Linked DNA regions of Mus musculus: all the other regions are linked to region 1. Evidence: chromatin contacts called from public ChIA-PET, HiCAR-type and promoter capture Hi-C data. All regions are on one chromosome and are shown on one strand. Each heading gives the region's core, a stretch centred on a gene start, on an enhancer-like site or on the middle of the called end of the contact. The rest is flanking DNA. Distances are from core to core; before and after follow the strand shown. Region 1 holds the start of Pyroxd1 (pyridine nucleotide-disulphide oxidoreductase domain 1). Region 2 holds the start of Etnk1 (ethanolamine kinase 1). Region 3 overlaps Slco1c1 (solute carrier organic anion transporter family, member 1c1). Region 4 holds the start of C2cd5 (C2 calcium-dependent domain containing 5).

The links. ChIA-PET counts read pairs in DNA pulled down with a chosen protein or histone mark. HiCAR-type assays count read pairs that join an accessible place to other places. Capture Hi-C pulls out chosen DNA fragments and counts their contacts.
Region 2: a contact with region 1 is called in an RNA polymerase II ChIA-PET map of memory CD8 T cells, with 38 read pairs. The contact joins the promoter of Etnk1 here to the promoter of Pyroxd1 in region 1. A contact is called at or near these places in 9 of 39 promoter capture datasets (the 3T3-L1 cell line, 3T3-L1-derived adipocytes, the C10 cell line and 4 more), 2 of 484 Hi-C or Micro-C datasets (embryonic stem cells and muscle stem cells), 1 of 115 datasets of contacts at active chromatin or transcription factors (memory CD8 T cells) and 1 of 9 other capture datasets (liver).
Region 3: a HiCAR-type map of astrocytes shows a contact between it and region 1, with 3 times the contacts expected there. The contact joins the enhancer-like site here to the promoter of Pyroxd1 in region 1. A contact is called at or near these places in 4 of 39 promoter capture datasets (the 3T3-L1 cell line, embryonic stem cells, hippocampal neurons and 1 more), 2 of 484 Hi-C or Micro-C datasets (adipose-derived mesenchymal stem cells and embryonic fibroblasts), 1 of 115 datasets of contacts at active chromatin or transcription factors (astrocytes) and 1 of 9 other capture datasets (embryonic stem cells).
Region 4: a promoter capture Hi-C map of liver shows a contact between it and region 1, with 2.3 times the contacts expected there. The contact joins the promoter of C2cd5 here to the promoter of Pyroxd1 in region 1. A contact is called at or near these places in 1 of 39 promoter capture datasets (liver), 1 of 115 datasets of contacts at active chromatin or transcription factors (pancreatic cancer cells) and 2 of 9 other capture datasets (adipose tissue and liver).

Annotation. Positions count from the first base shown.
Region 1 is chr6:142,343,427-142,348,374 of GRCm38.p6, reverse strand. It overlaps Pyroxd1 (pyridine nucleotide-disulphide oxidoreductase domain 1), which reads right to left and starts at 2,678. Exons shown (of 12, transcript NM_183165.3): 1 at 2,568-2,678; 2 at 737-817. The coding sequence starts at 2,642.
Region 2 is chr6:143,165,057-143,170,004 of GRCm38.p6, reverse strand. It overlaps Etnk1 (ethanolamine kinase 1), which reads right to left and starts at 2,775. Exons shown (of 8, transcript NM_029250.2): 1 at 2,369-2,775. The coding sequence starts at 2,524.
Region 3 is chr6:141,566,326-141,571,273 of GRCm38.p6, reverse strand. It overlaps Slco1c1 (solute carrier organic anion transporter family, member 1c1), which reads right to left. Exons shown (of 15, transcript NM_021471.3): 14 at 3,703-3,820; 15 at 1,097-1,968. The coding sequence ends at 1,746. Among named protein-coding and RNA genes, the nearest start is that of Slco1c1, 44 kb to the right of the region's middle. Within about 2 kb of position 2,478, at least 18 of the 459 cell types and tissues checked have an H3K27ac peak or open chromatin away from gene starts, as enhancers often do. A contact at or near this core is called in astrocytes, where this site is marked.
Region 4 is chr6:143,098,059-143,103,006 of GRCm38.p6, reverse strand. It overlaps C2cd5 (C2 calcium-dependent domain containing 5), which reads left to right and starts at 2,855. Exons shown (of 29, transcript NM_001362113.1): 1 at 2,855-3,074; 2 at 3,211-3,329. The coding sequence starts at 3,240.

The DNA.
Region 1 (4,948 bases), core at 1,429-3,928:
AGGTCTGGCGGTCTCTGGGTGGTGGAGCCTAAGGCAGGGACATTAGGCTCCTTGTGGAGCAAGACTACAACTCAGTCCTTCAGCTGACGAGCAGTGGGCAGCTTTGTTCTAGCACACACTGGCTGCCATGCTCCACCTTCTTGCAGGAGAGAACACTGAGCCACCTAATCATGGACTGACCGACCCCCTTCCTCCTCTTTCATCCCGTCCCTTGAGGTTGACACTCTCTGGCACGTTGCCATGTTGACAGAAAGTGGATTACCACATGCGTTATACAGTGGAGTGAGAACTGGGCTCTGCTGCCATGTCTTCAACCACAAACAATCCTTCAGACCCCTACAGATCAAACTCCCTAGTTTGTGTAAACCATTACACAGAACTCTGCAGATCAGTAATTAACCTTGGCTGCTCTTCAAACACTGCATGGGAATCTGACTGTATGGCTTTTGCAACATGCCTATTTTCAGGAGCTTTTTACATTGTTTTTTTTTTTTTTTTGAGTTACCAAGGAACCTAGAGGCCTATATGAATACACACAATGAGATTTGTCTTATTAAGAGATAAAAGTTAAAATCTCAGAATTTTCTAGTTCAGTTAAAAGTAACTATCTAATATACATTGAACAATTGAACATGTAGACTTTTAATGGAAAAAAAGCTTCAGACTTCTCAAGACAGAACAAATTCAACACACAGTTCAAAGGGAACTGTGTCACATCTTCCGCCGAGCCTCTCACCTGTCTGAAGTTTGTAACGGCTTTGATAACAGGAGAGGCTGTGACTAGGAGAATGTCTTCCTCTGGGAAACTGACAGCCAGCTGAGTTTTAAGGAGAAAGGACAGGAGAGAGAACATCAGGCATTACTGAGTAAATGATGCTGTCATGGTGCTATGGCACTGTAAGTAATAAACCGTCAGTGTCTCACATGTAAAATCGTGTTATTCTGAGTGTTAGCCACAGTGCCACAGCACTGGTGATGGTAAACCCTTACAGTGATAAGATGAACAGTACAGTCACGATAAAGGAGAACAAAGACCTAAAACCACTACAGCAGTATCTTTGGCCGACTTATTCCATATACCAGTTTAAAGCTATACAGCCAATTACAGACTGCTTACTTACTTCCATTCATTTTAAAGTAGTGTTTTTACTTGCCTTCGCTGAGGATAAAATTAAAGCAAGGCTGCGATATGAGACAGAATCTCAGCATCACTCTTCCCATGGCCCTCACACTCCCTCTCTGACTAGTACATACTCAGGGAAGACAGAGCCATTTGAACCTTAGCTTAACAAAACACAAAGACTTAACATGCAGCAGTTTCACGATTTCTACCTTTTCCCTACACTCCGGAGGGGGGTGGTCGTTTGCTCATCTTGGATTCTGTTCCACTGCCTGTCCCATGTCCCTGCTCATGTCCCACGAAGCTCAGCACCCTCAACCCCACGCCCTCAGGCCATACAACAGTCCTGTGACTCAACCTATTTGAATGTCCTATATCTGACCACTCTCTGCCTTTGTTTCCTCTTCATATTCTGTAATCTATCTTGTACATTTCTTGTTGGATCAAGTTCTCAAAACTTAATACTCCTGAGAACTATCTACAGGTTAGCTTCCTGCTTCACACAGCTGTCGACCATTTGCCCTTAACACACACACTGTAGCTAATCAAATTTACAAAGCTTTCACCCCTAACTCGAAACCATCTATTTGCAGACTTTCATTAAACACAGCAAGTCGTATCAACCTATGTGGTCTGAACTCTGGCAGTCTTCCTTGCTTCTGTCTCTTATCAGCTTCTCTGCTTGCAATTTAAGTCATGCTTTCTTCCCATGAAGGCTACACTGTGGAGTATGTTTTTCTTCTCTATTTGGTAATCTTTACACATTAAGAGAAGTTAATTACCCCTTACCTTAATTCACTCCTACCAGTAACTCCTAAGATTAAGGTAACACAGTGATGACGTGACTTGGAATATGAACTCTTTGATGGATAAACAGGAGCTGCACCACCCAAGTTTAACAACTCAAAAAACACTTCCTGCTACTATTTCTGGTGACTTCAGCGGTTGGTGATCGCAACAAAATAGTTCTTTTCTGTAATACGCACATGTAAACACATCTGATTCATTTGTTTATCATGATTAGAATTTCCTCATCTGTAGTCCTTTGCCCCAAACTTCTGCTAGACATGAAATTTTATCTTTGGAGTTCAAGGTAACGTTGAAATTATTTATTAACGTCGTGGCACTTATCAAGAAACTAAATTTCATGTGTGAAGGAAATCTGAAAAGTGGGAGAATTTTCTGTCCAAACGCCAAGGTCTCCTGCCCACTGGCACACTATTCCACCCGGAGTCTGGTTCGATTTTGGATTCCTAGCTAATTAGGCACTGTCTACTCCTGGCCCCAAACGCTACAACGGGGCTCTGCGCAGCCTCCCCACCAGCGGCGCCGCCGAGTGGGCGTGGGGAAAAGCCGGAAGAGCGACCCGCGAAGCGGTGCCGCCCGCCGCAATCTCCCGTAACCACGACAACAGGGTCCAGAAGGGGCGGAGCACGCGCCCACGAACCTGCTCGGCACACGTGACGCCAGCGATGCCACCTCCTACCACCACGAATGTCCCTGCCGGTCGCGGGGCCTCCATAGTTCCCCGGGGGCTGGCGGCAGACTGAACACTGGTGAAAGTTCCAGCTATTTTCTACCCGGAAGAGACGCTGCCCACAAATCACTTCCGGCGCTCGGGCCATTGACATTGGACTACGGGTGCCCGGAAGCTCACACTTAGTCCGTATGAGTATTTCCCACGTGTTTTGCGTTTGAAAATCTGGAGGCAGACTTTCCGGCTGTTACCACGCCCACATCTTGAACTCTGGTTGCCCCTGCCTTAGGGGACTTTCATGCGAGCCTCTTCTTATTCTGTAGGGGAAGAACTCGAATCCTCTGGAATAGTCTCGATTGCTGCCCTTCACATAGCAATGGGATATTGTGAAAACTCATTCTTTTTGTTTTTGTTTTTGTTTTTTGCGAGACAGGGTTTCTCTGTATAGCCCTGGCTGTCCTGGAACTCACTTTGTAGACCAGGCTGGCCTCGAACTCAGAAATCCGCCTGCCTCTGCCTCCCGAGTCCTGGGATTAAAGGCGTGCGCCACCATGCCCGGCCTTTGAAAACTCATTCTTTATGACATCTTTATGACAATCAAATACTGTTGAATAGTTGAAGAAGTTAGCCTCTAACTTCCAATTCTGAGCTCAGTAAAAATGTACAGGTGCAAAAACATAGCATTTCTTAACAGTTATAGTTTCCTAGTGTTCATTTGCCTGAGGAATGGCGTTCAGAAATGGCTGAGTTGTTTTCACCTCTTTCCTCTGCAGTATCCTCTCTTACCTTGCTGTTAATCTTTGTGCCCTTGTGGATTGTCTCGCTTGGCGGTTTGATTTTAATATTAAGGCCTTTTTTAATCGTCTCTGTCTAACACTGGTATTTATTGATGCCTCTTTAATTCTTTAAACTCTGAGGATGGCCAATCTGGGTAACAGGGACTCTATATCTCATTATAGATATACACTGCTTCATCGTTTTACAGGAGACCATTTGCTCCTCAGCTTTGAATGACACCGCTGCTTTCTTTCTTTTCTTAGCACACACAACGTCAGCTTTTTGCAACTCCTTTCCCTCAATAAGCTGCCGCTCCTCATCAATAACTTTAATAACTGTAAAATGGAGAAAGGAGTTGCCTCTATGTAGCCCAAAAACATCTTATGAGTTTAAACCTACCCTGCTTTACTTCATCCCAACTACACCAAAGTCGTAAGCTCCTTGACACGACCCCAGCTACTATTTCTGGTGACTTCAGTGGTTGGTGATCTCAGTAAAATAGTTCTATTTGTAATACCCACATGTAAACACACCTGATTCATTTGTTTATCATAGTTAGAACTTCTGTTGGACATGTTACTCATCAACATAAATAGAAATATTAACTAATATTCAAACTGTATCCATTCACCATTTGCTGTTTTACTTTAGAACATAAAAAAAAAACAATAACAAAACAGTGAAGGGATGGTCAAGAATAAAAAGAATAAGTAGGCCTTTTGGACTTTAAAGCGAAACAGCAAAAAAGTATTTTAAATATATGACATATTTAAATGACACATATATATCATCTATCTATCACCTACCTAGTATCTTAAATATATATATATATATATATATATATATATATATTTATATATATATATGATCTTCATAGGCACCGCACACACATGACACACAGGCATGCATTCAGGCAAAACACTCATATGCAAAATATAAAAACAGTCTTTGTAAAAATAAAAGCATACTTGTAGCTGGGCAGTGGTGGCACACGCCTTTAATCCTAGCACTTGGGATAAAGAGGCAGGCAGATTTCTGAGTTCAAGGCCAGGCTGGTCTACAGACAGGTCTTCCAGGACAGCCAGGGCTACACAGAGAAATCGTTTCGAAAAACCAAAAAAAAAAGTATATTGGTATGCTGCTAAAGAAAATCCCTCAATTTGTATTATCTTATGTGTATGGATGTTTTGCATATATATAAAATTATTAATATCATGTGCATGCAGTACCAGCAGAGGCCAGAAGAGGGCATTTGCTTGCCTGAAATTGGAGATGATTCTGAGCTGCCATGTGGGTTCTGGATGCTCTGGAAGAACAGCTAGTGTTCCAAACCTACTGAGCTATCTCTCCAGATCTTTGTTAGTTTTCTTAAGAAGTACACATGCTCAGTTGTTTAATACATACCCCTAAAAATGAATAAATATTAAAAAATAAAAGTATTTTAGTTAGAAAAATATGTGTTGAGAGGAATAAATGAGAACAAAACATATAATAACATGTAATAATATACCATTTTTTGTATTATTTTTATGCTAACCAAAAATTAATAAAATCTATAAATCTATAAAAAACAA
Region 2 (4,948 bases), core at 1,526-4,025, 820 kb before region 1:
AAAGTCAGGAATAACCTTCAACTCCTGATCTTCCTGCCTCCACTACATACAGCCAAGAAAAATGTTAGTCTGGGGGAGGAAAAAAAAAAAAAAACAGTGAGAGTTTGGAGTAGAAAGCTTGCGTAGCATGCTCTATGCTCAAGCTTGCATTTCCAGAGCCTCATACAAAGGGGGAGGGGGAAGAGAATACCTTAAAAAAACAGGCTATTCTGCTTCAGCTGACATGACGTTACATGTCTCTTTTGGCTATAGGATGCGTGCTTCCCTTTCAGAAATGAGGTAGGAGTATTATCTTTTACAGTTCCAGAAATAAAATTTTAAAAGAAACTATAACCATTAAGGAACACTAAACAAGCAGGCCACAGTGACAAAAGCCTTAAAGCCCAAGGCTCAAGAGGCCAGCCTGGTTTACAGAGCCAGCTCCAAACCGGATGGAGCTACAGTGAGACCTTGTCTCAAAAGAATACAAATAATGACAAAATTGGAATTACTAAACAAGGCCCCAAGGCACCACTGGTTTGCAGTGTCCTAGCATATGTAAGTCCCTCTAGGAGCTGGGGCAGAATAAAGAACCCTAGCCTTGACTTACTGATGGCTCCGCTTCTGATCCAAGAGTTCTGCTTGCACAAGGAGGGGATGAATTTCTAATTATTGATTTTAGAAGTGAGTAATATCTGTTAAATACACATAAGTTCAGATTATGAACCCAAAGGTTACAGTTCATAGTCACAGCATAGGTCAGGAATGGTGGCAAAAACCTGCAACCCCACCACAATGGGGTGCCAGTTGAGTGAGGGATCTAGCCACCTTGCCTGGAAAAAGAAAAATACATATAAGTCATGATTTACCCTCATCTCCTATATAACAGTCAGAATAGCTTTAAGTCCTTCTTTACCCTGGCTTTCCTTCACTAGATTTCACGTGAGGTAAAAGAGAGAGCACCTACCTAGGATTTCCTAGGCAACGATGACTTTAAAAAGAGCTCAACCCAATCCAGCAGACAGCACTTCACTCGACAGCTATTACCACTTTCTACACACAAATAAATGAAAGGAAATTCCAAGCTTCAAACTTGAAAAAGTCACTGCTAAAAAACAATATGGGTTGCCAGCACTGCAGTATACCAGGAAGCAGAACTGCCTTTAATTAGTAAGATATTTTCCAGAAATAGATTTTATTAAATTTTAAAACCCTCTCAAACAAGCAAGTGAATACACTATATTAACAGTCTAACATGAGGGCTACATACAGAGGTAGAGCACTGGCCTAGGATCCAGAGCTGCCTTTCCCAGCACTGCAAAAAATACACAAACAGATATGCTTCCATTTGAAAAGCACTTCCTTAAAGGAAATGCAATAATCTTCCAAGTTATACATAAAAATCATTTTGAATCAACTATTTCCTATATACTTGGCCAACAGGCACACCTTAAATGTCAAAGTCTTTTGTCTAACAAGTTTCTTCCCCAAAACATATGGGTCGGTCTCTTTCAGCTGCTCAGAACACTTCTAACAAGAATCGAAACTAAAACTCATAAAAGCCCCCAAGTGTCAGGAACTGCTCTGGGGCCTAGACACTACTCATGTTTTAATTATACTAAAAAAAAAATTTAGCAAAAAACTTAAATCAATAAATCCTGTATAAACCCCCAACAATGTATTGGAGTCATCAAAATGACAGACGTCTTGAATAATACAAATTACTGCTCAAATCTAAAACAATCCCAAACCGTTAAAATTTTACTAATTTGGCTTGTTTGCAAGGAAAAAGGAAATTCACCTTAGTAATCCTACAAGCTGTGCACTGAAAAAACTATAACCAATTACACCAGATAAATTGTGGGTATGGTGGATCATAACTTGCAAGTGCCTTTTTTTTTTCCTAATCCTAGCTTTTCGGGGGTAGGGGTATCCTTCTGAGAATTTTTGTCTTTAAAGCCACTGACTCACGAAAATATTCCCAGGCCACTGCTCACTCCAACCCTGAGCATTAATTCTTCTAAGACTTTACAAATTTAGAAACCTTCCAATTCAAGCCTTCCTATAACGCACGGCATAGCGTTCCCTAGCATCCTGGCGTGGGCAGCAGCAGGTCCCCGGTCATTCCGCTTTGGAAAGGAGTTGTTCTCCCGCGGCTCGGAGATGGGGATGTGGGAAGATCTCGGGCTGGATAAGGCAGGGATGGGAGGGAAGCGCAGGGGAGGGAGGGCAGCGGAGAGGACCGCGGGAGGCGGATGGGCTGCGGGGTCTGGGAGGAGAGGCATGACGAGGGCCGCGGCAGCCATCCCCGGGAGCCTCTTCAGGGGCCGGGCAGACGTCGCTGACGCGGCGGCTTCGGGAAGGAAACCCGGTGCCCGTCCGGCCTCACCTGCAGGGTCACCTCCCGGGGGTCCCAGTGCGGCCGCAGGTGCCGCAGCAGGCTCAGGGCGCCGTCGCGGCAGCGCTGCTCCTCCTGGTCCTGCACCGTCACGTCGAGCTTCGGCACCTCGGGCGAGCCGGGCGGGACGTGGATGTAATTGGCCATGGCCCAGGCGACGGCGGACACGACCACGACGACCACGGCGACGGCGACCACGAGCGCGGCGGGCGCCGGCAGGCTGCTGGACCCTTCCGTCCCGGGGCGCCCTCGGCGGAGGGCTGCGGCCGCTCGGACGCACGGGCGGGCGGCGGGGGCAACCGGGCGGCCGGACGGGGTGCGCAGTGCAGAGACGCGGAGGCACGGCCGCTCTCGGGAAGATGCCTCAGTGCGCTAGACCGCGGGCGGCCGCGAAGCATGCCGGGACTGGCCTGACGCTAGCGTCACGCCGGGGGCGGAGCCTCGGCTGCGTCAGGCGGCTGGCGGGGTGGCGAACCCCGCGGCACAATGGGCGGGCCTCGGGGCTCTTGGGGATCGGGGTCTCGGGGAGCGCGCACCGCCAGGCACTCCGCTACTGTGGGGTTGGCTGGGCTCCTGCACCCGAAGGAGTCCGAGCGCGGCCGAGCCCAGCCGGAGCGCTTACGAGCCTTGCCGAACACTGCCGAGCCCTGCCGGAGCACTGTCGAGCTTTGCCGAGCCCTACCGGGGCTCTAACGAGCCTTGCCCGAGCGCTACCGGAGCCCTACCGAATTCTGCCGAGCTCTGCCGGAGCGCTGTCGAGCTCTGCCGAGCCCTTTCGAACTCTACCGATGAGCTGTGGAGTGCTACCCAGCCCTGTCAGGAGTCAAGGAAGCGTCACCTTTCTAGATCACTAGGGTCGTGGGCTCTGCTTACTTAGGGCTGACGTTCTTACGGGACGCAGAAGGCACGTCCTGAAATAACCCTAAATTTAAGCTGTGAGCTTAGCCTGGCCTCAACCGGCCAAGCTGGATTAATTTGCTCGCCTTGTTCCTGAAGCTGTGTGCACAGAACTACATGCTTGCTTGGTTCAGCAACCCAGTTCCCTTTGACGGTACATAGAAATCACAGTATTTGGGGCAAACTTTACGTAAAGTGAGAGTAAACCGGTGACAGTGGTGTGATGACCTATACCTGTCCTAGTTCTCAGGTGCCTAAGGCAGGATTGCCACGAGTTCCAAACCAGCCGGGCTACATAGTGAGTTCCAGGTTTGCCCGGGATATACTTAGTCATCAGCCGACCGATAATAGACGACTGAAACACTCATTTTAAGGGTCAGATAGTTGACGTTGCTGAGAATTATTCAAAGCCGGTTATATAAGGTAGAGACTCGGAGGGAATTGGAAGGAAAGAAAATTAGATCTGTCATGCTAAATCATAGCGCGTCCTGGGACTCGCACGGCTACATGAAACCTCCTGTATCAGAAAGGCTCTGCTCTTTGCTTGTTAGAGAAATACTGGCAACCGGATCATCTACAAGTTTTTGGTCCGCCCTTGTGCTTTCCTTTTATGACGGAGACAATGGAGGTGACTTTCACCTTGACTTCTGGCCTCCCCGGGGCTGAGTACAAGTGAATAACTTGTGAATGATCAAATGTTGTATTACCCATTAGCACACATTTATGTTCTCATTGTTCTGAATGAGGCTACATACCTTTGTAAGTCACAAATAAGTCTGAGATAATGATAAACTTCCTACACTAAAAAGTGGGAAATCCACTCCTGCATTTTTGCAACATTGTAAATTTATTGACCATTTTCCAGACTTGAGTATGTGTTTTTAAAAACCACTATGTAGCCCAGCAGTGGTGGTGAACGCCTTTAATCCCAGCACTTGGGAGGCAGAGGCAGGCATTTCTGAGTTCGAGGCCAGCCTGGTCTACAAAGTGAGTTCCAGGACAGCCAGGGCTACACAGAGAAACCCTGTCTTGAAAAACTCAAAAAAAAAAAAAAAAAAAAAAAAAAAAAACCACTATAGAATGCCCTACTTTCAGTACCCTGAGCGCACCCACACACATACACGCACACACACACACACACACACACACACACACACGGTAAGGGGAGTATTACAGGACACACTAGATTATGTATTCTATCTAATGAGACTAAAATAACAGAACACACTAATACTTCTACGTTTTGAGTAGTATCTCCTTATTAAATCGTTACATTTTTAAGAATTATATGGAATATAACTAAACAACTAACACCAAATTCAATTTAAATTAAAAATAAAATTTTAAGAAAGCATGCAAAAGGTCAGGCACAGGGTAACCCTGGCACTCGGGAGGCACCACAGATGATCATAAGGAACTCAGGAAATACGAGAGCCTGTTTCTAAACAGACAAACAAACAAACAAACAAACATACTAGTTCTTTTTCCTTTTTAAAAAAATAAGAATCTTTGTAGGCATCCCATGGCCGACCTGAAACTTGCCTTGAACTCACAGAGATCTACCTACCTCTGCCTCCTGCGTGCTGTGATTAAAACAAACCCACCCCCCACTCTCTGTCCCTCCCCCCCTCCGGCCCTCTCAGTCTGAAAAAGAATTCTAACTATGCAGCCCTA
Region 3 (4,948 bases), core at 1,229-3,728, 780 kb after region 1:
GGGGTCTGCAACCCTATAGGTGGAACAACAATATGAACTAACCAGTACTCCCAGAGCTCGTGCCTCTAGCTGCATATGTATCAGAAGATGGCCTAGTCGGCCATCACTGGGAAGAGAGGCCCCTTGATCTTGCAAACTTTATATGCCTCAGTACAGGGGAACGCCAGGACAAGAAGTGGGAGTGGGTGGGTAGGAGAGTGGTGGGGGGAGGGTCTGGGGGACTTTGGGGATAGCATTTGAAATGTAAATGAAGAAAATACCTAATTAAAAAAATAAATTTAAAAAAACTTAACTTTTAATGAGGAAAGAGTTTATTTTACTTTATAGCTCCCAGGCCACACTCTATCACTGAGGAAATTTAAGGTGGAAACTCCAAGCAGGAACCCGGACACAGGAACATTAGAAGGCATGGAGGAGTGCTGTTTACTGCCTTGTTCCTTATGGCTTGCTTAGCCTGCCTTCTAATATAACTCAGGACTATCTGCTCAGGTGGGATGGACTTTTCCACGTCAATCATTAATCAAGACGTGCCTATAGGCCAACACTGTGGAGAAACTGCCTCAACTGAGAGTCCCTCTTCCCAAATGAGGCTATCTTGTGTCAAGTGGAGAAAGAACTAACCAGGACAAATGACATCTAGAGCCTACTCTCTCTACAGGGTCAAAGTCTCTGACTGTTTTATGCATAAAGTACATATCAGCTACATAGTACATGTATAGTGTACATAAATATCTTATACTACAGACACACAGTGCAGAAATGCATAGTACCACATAGTACAATTTGTAATATCTATGTTACTATATCTTTTCCAACATTATGTTTTTATGGATTATTTGGGAATTTCATACAATGCTTTCTGATCAAGTTGACATGCAAGTCCACTCAGGTCCCCCCATCCCCAGAAACTTAACTTTTAAATATTTTTATGACCAGGCAGTGGTGGCACATGCCTTTAATCCCAGCACTTAGGAGGCAGAGGCAGGCGGATCTCTGAGTTTAAGGCAGTCTGGTCTATAGAGTGAGTTCCAGGACACCCAGGGCTACACAGAGAAACCCTGTCTCGAAAAAGCAAAACAAAACAAATATATTTTGTGAATACAATTTATGTCTAAGTACAGAGTTACCTAATTCATGGAAATTTGGGAAGTGTTTGTTTAAAAATATTTTGATTCACTGAATTCGTAAGCAATAAAGTATGGTGACATGGTGACATGAATTGCAGTGTAACCATGGATACTTCCAAAATCACAATGAATTTATGTAAATTATAAAATTACATCTTATTATATGTAAACTAATGAACAGAAATTGTCTCAGAAGACAACCCCATCATGAATGTTTTTTTTCTGTATCAGTTCAAGGAGGAGCTAAATCTGAAAGATCTCCTTAGGAAATACTCAAAGTAGATTCTGGTCAAGTGACACAATGTACAGATGACATGTCATAATCAAACATAATAGACAGCCATCCCCAGGAACACATATCACATATCAATGGAGACAATATAGCATGAAGCAGAAATAAGAAAATAATTAAAAGGAATGTACAAGTTTAAAAGTTTTAAAATAAATTTAATTACATCCTTAGAGGTTTGTCATGTTATGCTTAGAGTCAAAAGCAAAGCAGGCATACCTTTGGAAGCAGAAAGGAATTGCACATTGAAGCCCTTTTGATTATGCTTTTATTCATTTACATGTATTGGATAAAATGACCCCATATTTGTTTGTTTCCATGATTTTTTTTTAAAGTCGTGTCTCCTTGCCTGGCCAGTACTTGGGCTGCAATCCACGATCCCTTGCAGCGCATGTCTCCTTTTTGATGCTTGAAGACATCCCTATTTTTTCTCTTGTGGTTATTAAGCTGCTGTGTTTCGAGACATATTTTTTCTTTAAAACAAAAAGTACAGCCATGCTTAGGAAGACAGACACCGTGCCCAGGAGCGTGGTTAATCCCAGGTATATGTGTCTAAAAGAGGAGAGAGTCTCGGTTATAATTATTGCAGCCACTCAACTTGAAAGCAAAGCAAAACAAAACATGAAGGTTCTAACAGTGTGAGGTTGATTGCTGAGAGACACAGACTTAATGGCCTGGTGGCTATGAATGCTGGTGACCTCCTGCCAGCAGAGGCAACTTCTTAGTTGTATTGTCATTCCTGGTTACTGCAAATGATATAATAGTTCCCACTTCCTCTTTAAAGATTCCCTGAAGTTGGATAGCCATCTTCCTGCTTGCTGAGGCAGTCCTATTTAGCCCATTGCTGTCCCAAGTAATAATTTTAAAAGAGCCTCTTTCACTTTCAAAGGTGTCAAGGTTTGACTAAGTCATGTGGTGACCCTGTCTCAAATATTTCTTCAATACACTCCAAGGAAAAGCTGTGGTAAGCAATTCAAAGAAGGGGTCAGGGTTGTTAGTGGGACAGAAAGGCCTGATAAAGAACTTAGTGTTCAGCTTCCCCTCTTACATACGGTCTCTGCATCACACAATGTCCACACTGCAGTGAGCACTTAGCCTTACCAAATGAGAGCAGAAACCAAATGTCACTCCCAGAACTGGCCCTGGCCTTGGACCAAACATCCTTCACACATAATATCAAAGCCTATTAAATCGATCTTATTTGAGATGGTCTGCCTAATTCACATGCAACTTACAGGCTCAAGACTCTCGGATTTTTTTTTTTCTTTTGGTTTTTGGAGGTTTTTTTTTTTCCCCCTCTGAAACAAAGTATTCAGCGTGTAAGTCTTTGAATAAAAGAAGTCCTGCTTTTAAGCCACTGGAGTATGGCTTTAAGCAGTGGGGAGATAAAGGTTTGATGAACGGAACTGAATGATACCGTAGTGAGAAAACCGTGCTCTCCACCTCAGACACGCTCACCCACACAGAGAAAGCTTTTTACTTTTGTGCATTTCAAGTACTGGGATAATTGAACATCAGCTTGGCAATAAGAGCCGGATGGATTGAGAGCCAAATCCAGATCTTGCCCAGGGGATTAGCGCTGACGCAAATGGTACAGTTTGGCTCAGTTTAAAAAAGAATAGAATTAAATAAACCCAGAATGTGACCTAAATTTAAATGCATCTGAGTTTCAGGAAATATTTTGCCATTTGTGTGCACACATTTTCAAACCTGTATTCTAGGATTTTTTAAAAATCATTTATTATATATGTATGCTCGTGTGTGTGTGTGTGTGTGTGTGTGTGTGTGTGTGTGTGTGTGTTATGAGCCAGGGTTGCTCACTCTGCAGCCTCAGTTTAGCCTAGAACATATTATATAGCCGAGGCTGACTTCAATTAAGCATTAACTAATTCTCTTTTAGTCCCCTGAATTCTGGGATTACAGGTGTGAGCCATTTTTTCCTGCTCATTTTCATCATTTTTAAAAAATGATTACTTGGGGCAGGGAGAAATTCAAAGTATAATGATACATATATGTGAAAGTGCCATAATAAAATACATTCATGAAACGCATTGCTAACTGTGCTAACTTTAAAAAGTCAGAACAAAATAAAATAATGATGAATTCAAAATGAAATTCAATGTCAACACTTGGCAATATTTTTTCATGTAAAATAGAATTGTTCACAGTTTTTTGGTTGATTTACCTCATAAACATGGAAAGTACACAGGGAATTTTAAGCTTCAGGATGTGGCAGAAAATGAGCTGTAGGAGCACAGAGCTACATGAGTGTGCTTGGCACTGTACCTGAAAGCGTGGGAGTCATACAGCCTGCAGGAGCCTCTGCTTCCACATTTCTTAAATCCCCATTTGAGGCATGAAGTGTCAATCAAAACACCAAAGTACACAGGGGCTGGGATTCCTGCTGTAAGAAACATAAATGATCGCTTCTAAGTTTTTGGCCATAAGAAGTGACCCAGAACCACTTACCTTGAGCTCAGGAATCACTGATTAGGTAGTGAAAACCCACAATTCTTCACTGAGACCTCTTTCTATGGCTCAGAGTTTGGTCACAAGCTCAGGACCCATGCAGTAACTGTCAGTGGTTTAGGTCTAGATGCATGTCTCCTGGAAATTCACACTCAATGTGAACACAACTTCTCCCTCACCAAGTGGCCAAGGCAATGAACCTGGATGCCACCTCTGAGCCCTTCTCATTTTAAAACCCAAGCCATAAAATCTCTTCCTTAGGTATATATCCTCCTCTCTCTGCTTCTGCTCTGATGTAAATCTGAAGGAGGGTGTGTGTACAGCTCACTGGTAGAGAATTTGTCTAGCATACATCCAAGCCCAGGGTTTAATTCCTAGACACCCCACCCTAATAAAAGCAATAGCCAAGGGTTCTTTTTTGCCAATTCCCTTAACTCTCTCTACTCTATTTACTAAGCAAATAACCACACAGATAATTGCCCAAGGTATTCCAAGACCAAACATGACATGTCTGGCCTCATCTGAAGTCATATTAATTGTCTTATGTTTCAGATACCTGCTTCCCTGAACTTTTTTCAGTGATTAACATGCTCCACCCTCTTGCCGAACGCCCCGAGTAGCTTTCTTTATCTGAAGCTGATTTCATCTTCTTGCCTCCTCCTTTTGAATGTGCACATACCCTTTGCATCTCAGTTGAAATGGTTCCCTTCAGAAAGAGCCATTCCAATGACCTAAAACTGCATTCATTCTGCTCAGCAGCCTACAACTTTCCTCCCTTCCACAAACCCTTAGTGGCCTTTGATTGTGTGTTCTCAGAAAACCAAGCTATGCAACCACAGGATAGGCACAGGATGGTTGGCTGTCTTACTCATTATACTTCGCAATAACTGATCCTTCTTAGGGACAGAAGATAAATTCTCATCATCAACTTTCAACAAAAGTCCTCTGGAAGGATTAAAATGTGTTCACAACTTCACTTCTATTTTGTACGTTGCAAACAGATGGTATTAAAATCTGGTTTGCACAGGGCTGTTTGTTTGTTTGTTTTGGTGTTTGTTTGTTT
Region 4 (4,948 bases), core at 1,606-4,105, 750 kb before region 1:
TCTAGCATGCAGGAAACAGGTAGTACATACTAGCTTTTATTTCAAAACTAATCTGCAAGAAGAAAGGCAGCCTATGAAGCCGAAGATGCTAATCAGGGGGTCATCTCATGATTTATTTGTCAGGAAAGTAAGCACTGTTCCCAGCATTAATTAAAACAAACGAGTCCAATTACTAGGAACCGGTTAAGCTGAAGCCAGGCTTAACTCCACTAAAAGTCTTCAGGAAGCATCTTAATTATAATCTCCTGTTGTTGATGCCTCGGGCAGCAGGTATGCACAAGCACTTTATTAGGAGGTCCACTAATTAGGAGGCTGAGCCTGCTAACCTCTAATTGTACAATTTGCAAATATTTTCTACATCACAACACCTTGTAACTCTGTGAATTATGTCCCATTAAAAATTATCGCTCAGCCTCAGTTTTCTTGCATTTTCCTGTATCTCTTTTTGGTTTGTTGTTGTTGTTTGTGGTTCTGCAGATTGAACCCAAAGGCTCCTGTGCTAAGCAAGTGCTTGGCCATTGAGCTACATCCCCAGACTCTTGCCTTCTTCTTTTCAGAGACAGAGTCTCACTCTGTAGCCCAGGTTGGGCCTGAAGTTTCGGCAGTCCCTCTTCCGGTCTTTGCATTTATACTTTAAAAGAGGAATTGGTAACAAGGCAATATATTTTCCTTAGAAAAAGCTATCTCTATCCCGCCATCCGTATAATAAGGCAGCTCTGGTCTTCGGGCACCATTGCTAGTGGGTGACTGACAAACTGAAGGACTTTTGCAAATTTCTTTTCTGGTGGGGAGGGAGCTGCAGGGACAGACGGTTTCTCACTGTGTAACTCTGACCTAAGTGGAACTTGCAATGTAGACCAGACTGGCTTTGAACTCAGAGATCTACCTTCCTCTGCCTTTCTGGGGCTGGGAATTAAAGACACGTGTCACTATTTTCAGCTCTTTCTAACTGGAGCGATGGGAAAGGGATTTCAACATCTCTATCCCCCTTTCCAAAGATCTGAGGCAGGGGCTTGATCTCTGTGTATCCCAAAGGATGAAGTTCAGGTTGTGTGAGGACACTTAAAAGGTCAGCTGATTGGCAAGACAGTCCAGGTTTACAGGAAATGTCATCCACAATTGACAGCAGAAAAGGCCAGCGGCCCACATGTCCGTGTGGGCATTTACCTCAGCAAGGAGTTTATCATCAGACCAAAAACTGCAAAGACTACCGCCAAGCAGGATGAGGAACAGTTGAGAAGATGCAGAGAGAACAATCTTAGATATAGATTTCATTAAAAAATGGTTTATTAAATAAAATGGTTCAGTGAAGGGGAAAACAATGTAAAGAACATGGACTGATTTGTAGTAGACCCTTGAATTCAGCAAGGATAGTTTAGGTGCTTAGGAAAAAGCTACAGGTGGGTCCAAGGAAATTATGTGAGATTGTGATCTTATTGTTACTGACAAGGATGGAAATTTCTCTAGTCCAAACAGTATGCAACAATGTATCTTTTACTTATTCTTTTTCTTCTTTTGAGCAGGACATTTTCTTTGGAAGAATTCAGTTTTGCCCATGGGCAAAATTCCTTTCTCAGGAGGACTCTTTTTGAAAGGGCGTTTCTGGTTCATTACCACTTCAAGTAATTTTTCTATCCTGTTTTAGTATTTTTGAAGTTAAAAAGACCATGCTGATATCTTCATTTAGGAATTTTCCATTCCTGATAAATTCAGTGCTGTGATTTTTTTCCCACTGGCATTTTCAGTGTTGATTTCAGTATTTACTACAGAGTGTATTGCCAATGCTGGGTTTGCCATAGTGTAGGAAGTGCTCTTGTTCCATCCTGTGTGTGGGCTTCAACCCCAATCATTTTCTGATAGTCTGAAGCAGTATCTAATACCCCACTTTGACAGGCTCATGATGTATCTAGAGTGGGGTCAATTTACAGAGACCTAGTGAGGTCTTCTTCGGGCTCATTTCTCACACTGACTACATGTACCGCTGGAGGTTCGTTTCTTGCTGACTTTTAGCCAGCACTGTAGACCTTTCCTTTAGGCGTGTGAATGCTTAATACTTAGAGAGCTGGATGTGCAGGCACAAACCCATCACCTTAGCACTTGTGACAATACACCAGGAAGACTGCCACATTCAAAGCCAGCCTGGGCTGCATACCAAGGAGAGGCCAGCAGGCAAGATGTTGCCTCAAAAAAGAAAGTTCACACTGACACACAAAGTTCACACTGACATAAGGAAGTGTGAAGTGCCATCTATAACCCAGTACACAGTACAATTGCCTGTGACTGAAATAAGTCTTTGAAGAAATAATATTTATTTTCACTAGCTGAGATGCGTGTGTGTAATTTTTTGTCCCTTTTCCTTTTTTTTTTTTTTTTTTTTTTTTTTTTTTTTTTTTTTTTCTTTTTTGAGCCAAACTTTTCGTCTGTTGCCCAGGCTGGCTAAGAACTCGATGCAATCCTCCTGCCTCCACTTTCCAAGTTCTGGGTTGACAGGTGTGCGTCCCCACACCTGACTCTAACCAGAGGATTCTTACTGAAATTCATAGAAAACCACTACTCGCATCAGTACCCCTTCCTGGTGGCCGTCTCAGGAAACACTAAAAGTAGACTCCTCTAGTATGCTTGGCAGCAGCAGTCTGTCCAAGGGCCAACAAAATGAAGCGCGGCTGGGTTGTCACCAGCGCCGGGTGCCCAGAGCGCTGGAGCGTGTCCTCAGCACGGCTCCTGCACCTAACCGACCCGAGGCTGGGTAGATGATGCAGGGCTCGACCGGTTCCCCTGCTCTCCAGCTCAGCCCCGCCCCTCTCCCATGGCCCCGCGAATTCAAATCGGCCCCGCCGCAGGGCAGAGCACCGAGAGATCGATCGCTCCCGCCCCTCGAGCCGCCATTTTTGGAAGGTGGGAGGAGAAAGGTGGGTGGGCGCGGTGCCTGCTTTGCGGGATGCTGACTGGACTTGGCGGCTCTCTGCAGCACGTCAGGGGTAGGGCAGCACGGCTGGCCGGCGCCCTTCCTCCGGCTGCTTCTCCGGAATGAGGCCTCGGTGGCCGCGCGGGACGACTCGGTTCCTGCTCAGAGCGTGAGTGCGGCGCGCGCGCCCTCCGCTGTCAGTTGGCGCGCGCTCCCGACGCCTCTCCGCGCGCCCCCGCGCCCCCCCCCCCCGGGCTCGCGCTCGCTCGCTCGCTCGGCGCAGACTCGCTTGTTTGTTTCTGCAGGAATCCTAGGAGAGGCCGAAGCCGCCGTGATGCCGGGGAAGCTGAAGGTGAAAATTGTGGCCGGTCGCCATTTGCCGGTGATGGACCGTGCCAGTGACCTGACGGATGCCTTCGTGGAGGTTGGTTCCTGGTCCTGCCCCCCAGAGCACGGGGCGCCGAGCCCTGCCCTTCCCGCGGTCCCCGGCTCCGTGGAGGGATGCCCGCCCGCCCCCAGCCCGTGAGATGTGGCCATCGGTCCTGGACACGTCCCGCTGCCAAGCTCGCGGTCAGGGCGTCGGTCCGACCACCTGCCGGTCCGAGGCGTGGCAGCGGAGACGCTCGCCACGACCTCGTTTGCGGTTAGGAGGTTAAGGGCCATTGCTGCAGCAAGTCCACGCAGCCAGCCCTCTGGGGACACCCACAGCCCCACGGTGCGACTACATCCAACCCGTACCCCAACACCGTCTGAATCATCAGTGCAAGTCACACACAACAGCAGCACTAAAGCTGCCCTTGTGTAGACTGGTAGGGAGGTGAGCTGTTTCAGGGTAATTTATTGCCTCGAGGTAGGAAGTCAATTAAGTGCCATGGGTTTCAATTGCAAAATTGCTCTTTAAGTCTAATGATTAGTTTAAAAGTCATGCAAATTAGCACAGGCCTACTGTCCGGAAGTTAATAACTCACAACCTGAAAGAAGCCAAGGAGAAATTGTAATAAAAGTTGACATAATGAGGCAGACCATTAGAGCAATAATCATTTGGGCTATTAATGCTTAGGGTTCAAAGACATATGACAGTATACTTATACTCAATATATTCTTAAACGTTCCAGAACCTAATTAACTGCAATTCACTGTATTTTTTATTTTATTTATTTTTATGGCATTTGTTGAGTTCAACTTCATCTTTTATTGAAACAAACAAACACAAACCAAACTAACCCCCCCCCCCCAAAAAAAAAAACAAAAAACAAAAAACAAAACCCAAAGCAGTTTGCTCCTGGGCCAGATGTCAACAGAGATCTAATGATAACTGAAGTTGTACTGCCTTTCAGGCAGCCTGGAGAGTAATCCACACAGCTGATATTAATATCTAATATGTATTGAGCTTCATTATTGAGATATTTGTGTTTTGTACTTTTGAATCCTTAGTTTTTACAGCAAAGCTAACTAGGAGCCATATCCTCATCTTACAGGTTAGGCAGTGGATTCCTAGGGGCAGAAATAATGTGCTTCGATGATCTACCTTGTAAATCTCCACAGCCTAGCAGCAGTCTCTTCTATTATAACTTTCCCACCTCTCTAGACAAGGTGCTGAATGTTATTTTTGAATGATGGTTGTTTGCTAGGCCCTGTGCTATTCTGGTTTAGTTGATGTATGTATAATGATGAACAAGGTGAATTTGGTTTCTGATTTTAAGGAACTTTTGTTTTGGTGACTAAGACATTTTAAAAGTACAGAATTTACGAAGTAGATAATGCAAATTAGGAAAAAATTGTTATGGGTGCCATAAAAAAATGCACTAGAAAGTGGTAAAGATCACCATTTTTAGGTTGTGAGGTCAGTGTCAAGCAACGCCTGTTGGATGAGAGACATTAGCTCCTGAGAGCCTGTAGCCTGTGTCTGTGTAAAAGGGTGAGGAGGCAGAGGAGAAGCTGGAGGAGGCTGGTGTGTTACAGGAGTGTAGGAGCATGCAGGTGATGTCTTTTAGTGACGGGAAGGGGAGTAGTCAGAGCCACATTTGGGGAAATGATCAAGTG